2 separate regions of the Mus musculus genome follow, and region 1 is linked to region 2. A link is a contact called in public Hi-C data. All regions are on one chromosome and are shown on one strand. Each heading gives the region's core, a stretch centred on a gene start, on an enhancer-like site or on the middle of the called end of the contact. The rest is flanking DNA. Distances are from core to core; before and after follow the strand shown. Region 1 has its middle 270 kb from the start of Etaa1. Region 2 has its middle 41 kb from the start of Gm12022.

Region 1 (3,842 bases), core at 415-2,914, 850 kb after region 2:
AGGATTGTGTGGTCAGGAAAGAATCCCTCTCCAGGGACCTCCAGGCCTCATAGAACAGACAATAAAAAGTCTTTCCCGAGACATGGTGCAGATTTGTCCTTTTGCCTCAGAAGGAAAAAAGAAAAAGAAAAAAGGATGATACTACTAGCTGTAAGCAATTAAAGGTCAATTCAGAGAAGAATTAGAAAAGTGCAGTTTCTGTTTTGGAATCTCTCTCTCTCTCTTCTTTTTTCTTTTTCTTTCTTACTTTCTTTCTTTCTTGTTGTCTTTCTTTTAACAAAAACATTATATAAGTACATCCTTCTTATCTGCCAGGTTGGTTATCAGAAAAACACTTGTTGTACATTTTAATTGGGGCCTTCTGAACACATGATGCTGTGACTCGAAGTGGCTATATCAATAATGGGAGTGATTCAGAGTTCCCAGGCAGCCAGAGGACTATTTCAGGCTCTTAATCCTCCTGCCAAATAGGGTATAGGCCAAAATAGTTCTTTTGCATTTATTTCAGGGTTTTAATCTCATATGCAACTGAACCCCATTAAATGCCGTTTCCCAGGCTCAGTCCTTGCTTTCCAGGCAGTTTAGCATACATGTGCCTGACTTACCACTTCCTGTCTGGGAAGGGTATTGACTGCCCGGAACCACAAATAGCACCTCCTTTCCAAGATTCTTGCTCCAACCCAAGAGCTGTCAATCTGTTTCTGGTCTCAGCCTCAGGGGCTGCCTAGCAGGATAGGCAGGGTAGTTGGGGCAAAACTCAGCAGCTTTTTGCTCTACTGCCAAGCACAAAAGTGGGCTTTCCATGGCTGCTCCTCAGTCTCATTTCTAATCACTCACCATGGAAGGTAATGGAAAAGTGCCTGAATTACAAAGATTCTCATTTATTACCCTGGCTGCTCCCCCACAAAGCATCTCTTCTCCCCTTTGGCAAGAAGAGATCACTATTGACGCTTTTAGAAGGCCCTGGGCCCCTCTCAATTATTGGTGTAATCTCTCCCTATTCTGGAAGCAGAGTTCTTTTCTAAGTAGATTTTTTAGAAAGTTAAAAGCTAGTCTTTGCTTTATTCATTGAAATGACTTCATGGGCTAATGTATTCTCCTGTCAGTATTTTTCATCAGTTCAGCAACATCTGCAGGATATGAAAAAAAGCAGAAAGCAGATGTTTGCAAAAGGTAGTTTCACCAAGCCTCCTTACCATAATTATTGCAGCACCACATCCCCATTTTATGGCACCTCTCTTATATTCATATGCTGTTAACTTGTCCTGTAGAAATTAAAACTGGTGTATTTCAGTTCCTTCTAAACAGATTTGCCACCTTAAAAAAAATAATTGACAGATATCTTCCATTAAATCCAAATTTCCTTTATCAAATCTTCGAGGGGAAAATAGATTAAGAAGATGTAGATATTTATCTCAACCTTCACTCATTTACACTCATTTAGTTAATTAGCACTTAATTACACTGTCAAAGGGGAAAATGTTACAATGGTCAGGACAGAGTGGTCCCCACCCCTAGGGCCCATGCTTCTTTTAAAAGGCAGACCTTTGCTTAGTGCCAGCTTGCTCCTATGTGAAACATTTGTAATGATTACTTGACAAGGGGTGCAGATCTGAGATTGTGCAAGAGAGAGCCATCACTCACTAAAGCCCAGCTGTAACTCCCAAACTGGAGCAACAGTGCCCCCCAAAGCAAGTTGCCAGAAGCAGCCAGAGAACAAACCCTGAGCTGCCCAAATGACTATTTTTTTTATAAGCCAAGGAACTATTTTAAGAACTGCTGGCCGAACCCGCAGGCTCTATCACAACCAGATGAGCATTCCAACCAAGCTGGGGAGCGGTGGCTGGAAACAGAGACTGTTTCCACCTATTTTAACCCAGACGCCACAAATTCTCTAAGGAGGAATGGAGGCGGGAGTGGAGATAGAGCAACAGAGACATAGTAGAAAAGTGGACAACTTTAGAAGTTTGTCAGACTTGAAGCAACAAAATATAATCAGCTTAACGAATAAATCGTATTAACTGAAATGCAATTGAAACTCTGCTTGTCATCGGGGTTTCTCCATCTTTTAACAAATGGCAATGGTTTTTGGTCTCACAGGTTCCTTGCCAAGTAGAAGACCTCATTAAAACTGTTGGAAAATAATAGAATTCTAATTAGCTTAATTATGATGTGAAAAATTAGCAACCTAATTCACAAAAACAATATGCAATTAACCTGTTTTTCATAAGTCAAACCATTTTCCAAAACAGGAAATGAAGGATAACACCCATAATTTCATCATGAGGGCAAAAATCCTAGACACCCTGATGCAGTGGTACAGCGAGTATGTAACGAAACCAAAAGTCTCCACTCCCTCATCCTCTGCAACTCCTTCTGTGTATTGCCTACAGAGCCTTTTGGCTCCAAGAATGGAAACTGCATTAAACTGAAGGCTCACTCAAATTTTCTCTTTCAAGTTCTAAGTCCTATTTTCCATTTTCCTTTGGGTCCTGGAATAGGGTCAACCTATAAATGATGAAATATTGCATTTTTAAAAGACAATCAACTTATGATGTCATGTCAACATATTGGAGTCCTTGAACTGCTATCAGAATATTACAGAGGGAAAATAATGTGAGGTTGGAATTAAGAAATGGAAGTCAGGAAGCCTGAAATCTAAAGTTTTTACATCAAACCATGTAATCAATAACCTAATGGTGAACTCTATGAAAAGACAATATATCAAGTTTCTGAGATGTAGAAATATGAGCTGGAGAGATGGCTCAGCGGTTAGGAGCATTGACTGGTCTTTCAGAGGTTCTGAGTTCAATTCTCAGCAACCACATGGTGGCTCACAACCACCTGTAATGGGATCTGATGCCCTATTCTGGTTTGTCTGAAGACAGCTACAGTGTACGTGCATAAGCAATAGATATCTAGATAGATAGATAGATAGATGATAGATAGATAGATAGATAGATAGATAGATAGATAGATAGATCTTTTATAAAAATATGTAGGAATGTATTAAAAATATATTAAAAGCCATTTCTACTCCCACAAAATCTCTACAGTGAAAACCATACCTACCCATATATACCTAACAGAATGGCTGGAGTTAAAAACAATGGTTGTAGTGAAGTGTTTGTAAGAAGGGAAGAAATTATAACGCTTTTGTATTTTTAGGAAGAGTATATGTCAATATCATCACTTAAAAATTGTTGTGTGACATCTGTTAAATAATACTAACAAAAGAACTCCTGGTTATAAGCTCAAACTGAGTACTCATGTCTAACAAAGGCATACACAGGAATGTTTATAATACCTTTATTCATACTAGATTTATTGGACACAGTCCAAAATCTATCAAGAGTAAGACAAACTATGAAATAGTCACATTTCTTCTTAACACAAATAAATGCATGCTGTGATCACTTGTACTTTAGTTCAAAAGTAAACAAAACTAATCCACAGAGAAAGAAGGTATCATGATAGTTGTGGAAGGTTTTAGCTCAGGCAGTAGGAAAACCTCACAGGAAGCTGCATTTGAACTGAGGTTGGCTGATGACAATGACAAAACGTCTGGGAGAAAAGTTCCATGTAGAGAATATCAGACAAGTGTCAAGGACAAATCACACCTGATAGGAGAGAAGGACTTCTCAGATGTGCTGGCATTATATTGAACCCAGGTGACGTGTGTGTGTGTGTGTATGTGTATGTGTGTGTAACTTGCATACATATATGCATATGTATATATATATATATAATAGTGATAAATATCTATGAGAATACACTATGTCAAGTACTTAAAGTGTAGGAATGCTGTACAAATAGTATATTTTAAAAATCTTCCCCACTTA
Region 2 (4,066 bases), core at 213-2,712:
TAACTGGGAGTCACAGTCTTCCAAGGCCAGTTGTTTAGCCAGGGACTTACTTTTGTGTACCACAATGATAATAGTAAAATGGTCAGGACTAGGAAAAGGTGGGGCACCTGGATACATTTCTACATTGGCATCACATCTGGTAAGTGGATAGTCTCTGTACTGAGATGATGATTCAGGTATCTCAAAGGAGACAGTGTTTAGGATGAGACCTGGGAGACAAAGAAATACAGGCAAGGTGCATGGAAGATAGGACAAAAAGAAGCAAGCAGAGTTCAGTGTTCAACCAGCATTGGGACAAGAAGACCAAAGCTAGACAGGTGATGTATAGTCAATAGATCAACAGAGTAAAAATTGGAAGGTTAGGGTATACAAGTGCTAGGAGATATGGGTATAAAGAAGGGCTTATTCATTAAAAAGGAAACAAAACAATAACAACAATAATAACAATAACCAAAAAACTGAATCCACTCCAGGGAGGATATGGTAGCTTGGAGACAGGAGGACATGATTGACAGATTCCAATCACAGAGGTGAATTTAAACTGTAATATATGTGGACAAAACAGTAATTTTGATTTTCTGGAAGGCATTGTAAAACAAATCAAAAAAGTTGAAGCTAACAGCAAAATTATCTTGAAACTTTGGAATCACTATGACTGTGAACGTGGCTTACTGTGTTTGAATGTGTTCTTTCTTCTCTATGGAACACTCTGTGGTCAGATCCTTAGAAAAATCAATAAAAGATATTTTGAAAAAGAAGTTACTAGAAGTCATAAAAGACTTGAGTTAGAGTAGATATTTTGCAGCTGTTTCTAGCCAGGGCCAGAAAGTGAAAACTAAGCAGCTGACACATGTCCCCTCGTAACTTTTACTGAGCAGACAACTTCCCTTCATCCCCACCACCCTGCCCAGCTTTACAGACCTTTTATTTTAATGTGAAAAGAATTTTTAAAAAGTTTTGAAGTTAATAAAATATACAACTTGACCTGGTTAATTTGAACCAGTTTGCAAACTCCCTTTATATAGAGACAAAAAAAATAAACGTACAGATTAGCAAACTCTTGGCAGAGTCTCTGCATCTCATGTTAGCAAATTCTTTACTTGTTACATTTCCGGCTCCCTGGACATGAGGATGAATTAAGCCTGAAATAGCCAGCCCTGGCTAATTATATTAGTATTGTTTTTTTGCAGCAAGAAAAAGTGTGTCACGGTGTTCAGATATGCTTAAGCCAACATTAGCTCTGACCTTCCAAGTTTTGGATGTTGGCCCCAGGATTTTGGATCCTGAAATAAAGAACCCTTGGCCAAAGACACTCTCTGCCTTTCTGATCATTACAGATTTTGTCATTAATGGAAGTGACAATGCTGCCAGCTAGAAAGAAATTGAAGGGTAGAGGTGGACTGCGCAATGAGGACTGGCAGAGCCTGAACTGGCCGAAGCTTGCTGACTCCTGATTTAATGTGGTTCTGGATCTTAAGAAACTCTGCCCTGGTGATCAAGTGAGAGAAAATGCATTCTGGGAAGAAGGTCAGTCCTAGAGCCGAGGAGCTGTTAGATGTTGCTGTCATCTACTTTCTAATGTTCTCTCAGCGTTGCCCTGTAATTCACCTTTCCCAGAAGGCTTTCCTGCTAAATCCACTCCCCTCATAATGTTATTGTAATTGGAGGGTTCAACACTGCTTTTAACTTGTCTCAACTCTCTACTTACATCTTTCATTCTTCTTTCTAAGAAATGGCTGTATATCTTGGCACTGCGTTCAATGCTAGCCACACAATGCATGCTTAATACTTTGTTGGGGGCATTATGAGAGAGTGTTATGTTCAGGAAAAGAGACCATGTCATGTAGCATCTAGCCACCTTGCAAGCAATATTCTTCTGAATAATCCCCTTTATTACTACCATAAAATATTATACTATTCTTATTGCTTTTGGCAATAAGAGAGAGCTGATAAAATATACCTTTCCTACCAGACCTCATATACTTAACTATTAGGCAAAATCTGAATAGAAAGCTGGCAATATATGAAATGCCTGGTTCTTATAGAGAAAGCCAGGTCACTGGAGTATGAAAGTTTGATTCTGCACTTAAAGTGGTCTAGGAAAACATAAACCTCTGTATGTTAAGTGTGACTGTTCTGTTGGTCCCTCCAGGGTTTTGAAATGGAGCCTTGTCTCAAGGTCTTCACCAAGCCTTTCTTTGAGAAGTGGTCTGAAGCTTACTCTCAAACCCTTAAATGTAAAAATAAACAAGCATTCAGTCAATGAGGTCCCCAATGCCTTGCTGTACCACAACGCATTTAGAGTCATAAATCACAAATCCGACAGGCCTCTGATGATGTATTGTGTGAATACACCGTAATGACAACACTGACGATGTAGTAACGCAATAGACCTCAAAAGCCTATCACTTCAGGAATCACTGTTTACACAGAGTCAAGGGAGGAGTTGATGATGGAAAAATTGAGAGAGGGGGAAGGGAGGGAGGGAGGGAGAGAGAGAGAGAGAGAGGTTGTTCTGGTTGCCAGTCACCATTTTGACAAGCTGTGAACCCCAGACTGAAAGCTTCCACCTCCCAAGCGCTGGTGTCTTCCGTCTCTGAGTGGCCGTGTGATTGTACAACTCCCAGAGATGTAGCTCTCTCAGACACAGCAGGGCATGAGCAGAACCAAGTTGCAGGCTGACCTTCTCAGCTCCAAACTCTTGCTGACAATTCCAAGTTTTGTAGTGAATAAAATAGCTAATTATACCCAAATCTTCAAATTCAACCAACAGCAGGTCCGAAATGTTTTGTAAAAACTGTGTTTGTACTGAACATACCCTTCTTATTGTCTCTGTGCCCTAAGCAATACAATATAACGAGTGTTTACATATCATTTACATCCTATTAGATATTACAAGGAATCTAGAGATGATTTAAAGCCCATGGGAAGATGTGATATATGCAAATGCAATCTTATACAAGAAACTTGAACATTCATGAAATTTTCCTCAAGAGGTTAAAACCAGTCCTCTTTGGGTGCCCAGGACTAAATGCTTATGCTACATCATGAGACAGGAAGTCCTTTCTAGTCCTAATCATTAAATAAAAAAAAATGTTCCTTCCCTGACATTCTTGTAAGCAGTGGACTCCAGTGACTTGGACAGAGAATCATCTTATTTGTTCTGTGTATATGTGTTGCTATAATGGCTGTCTTCCAGCATTTACAATATCTGGCTATCTGACCAAGCTAAATGCCAATCACATATTAACCTTTAACAATAACAACAATAACACCCACAACAAAAACCAATTCAGTTTGTCTATCTCTCATTTCAGGAGAGCATTTATGGAGGAGTGACACCGAGGAAAATTGTCATCATTAAGCATTTAGATTGTGCCCTGCCCAGAAAATAATGAATTATATGTCAGCTCTATATCTTCTTAATGGAAACAATAGGAAATTTTAAATGTCCTTTGTAAGGAAGGCTTTGAAAAATCCTATCTGTAGAATCTTCAATTTTCTGTCATTTTTCAGCCAACCTATGACTTTAATGGTTCACACTTAACTTATCTTAGTTAAGCTCATAAGATGTTCCTAAGAAAAAGAAACAAACAAGGAAAAACTAAAAGAAGTCAAAAGATCTTTTACAGTATCATTTAGAATCGCAATGAAACTAATGAGGAGAGAAAAATATAGTGTAATTGATGTGTGTTTGGTTTGTATGTAGGCTAAGACAGGATTCGTGTCATTGAAAAATCAAACTAGGAATTTAAATTAGAGTATAAATGGCTGGGCATTTCACAGGAATTTAATAATATAGATTTAAGGATACACAGTTTACTTTTAAAATTGAGCGACACATTATTTTACCGAAATTAGTAAATTCCTAAAATTAGCAGAACAGTGTATCTTCTTCATACTACTCTAGATTTGATATTTTCCTAAGAAGGACAAGAACACAGACAGAGTAAGGGAAGCTTACATGCTTGTGGATATTATGGAGTCACTGTCTGTTGGCATTTTCTAACTCTAGACTGTTAAAAGTTTTGAGTGCCTAATTTTCTCTACATGTCTCTTTCTATGG

Evidence for each region. A called contact is a pair of places that touch in the nucleus more often than the background predicts.
Region 1: a Hi-C map of uterus shows a contact between it and region 2, with 6 times the contacts expected there. The contact joins two enhancer-like sites. A contact is called at or near these places in 3 of 484 Hi-C or Micro-C datasets (the 3T3-L1 cell line and uterus).

Annotation. Positions count from the first base shown.
Region 1 is chr11:17,683,758-17,687,599 of GRCm38.p6, reverse strand. No RefSeq gene overlaps it. Among named protein-coding and RNA genes, the nearest start is that of Etaa1, 270 kb to the left of the region's middle. Within about 2 kb of position 1,664, at least 55 of the 459 cell types and tissues checked have an H3K27ac peak or open chromatin away from gene starts, as enhancers often do. A contact at or near this core is called in uterus, where this site is marked.
Region 2 is chr11:18,532,442-18,536,507 of GRCm38.p6, reverse strand. No RefSeq gene overlaps it. Among named protein-coding and RNA genes, the nearest start is that of Gm12022, 41 kb to the right of the region's middle. Within about 2 kb of position 1,462, at least 9 of the 459 cell types and tissues checked have an H3K27ac peak or open chromatin away from gene starts, as enhancers often do. A contact at or near this core is called in uterus, where this site is marked.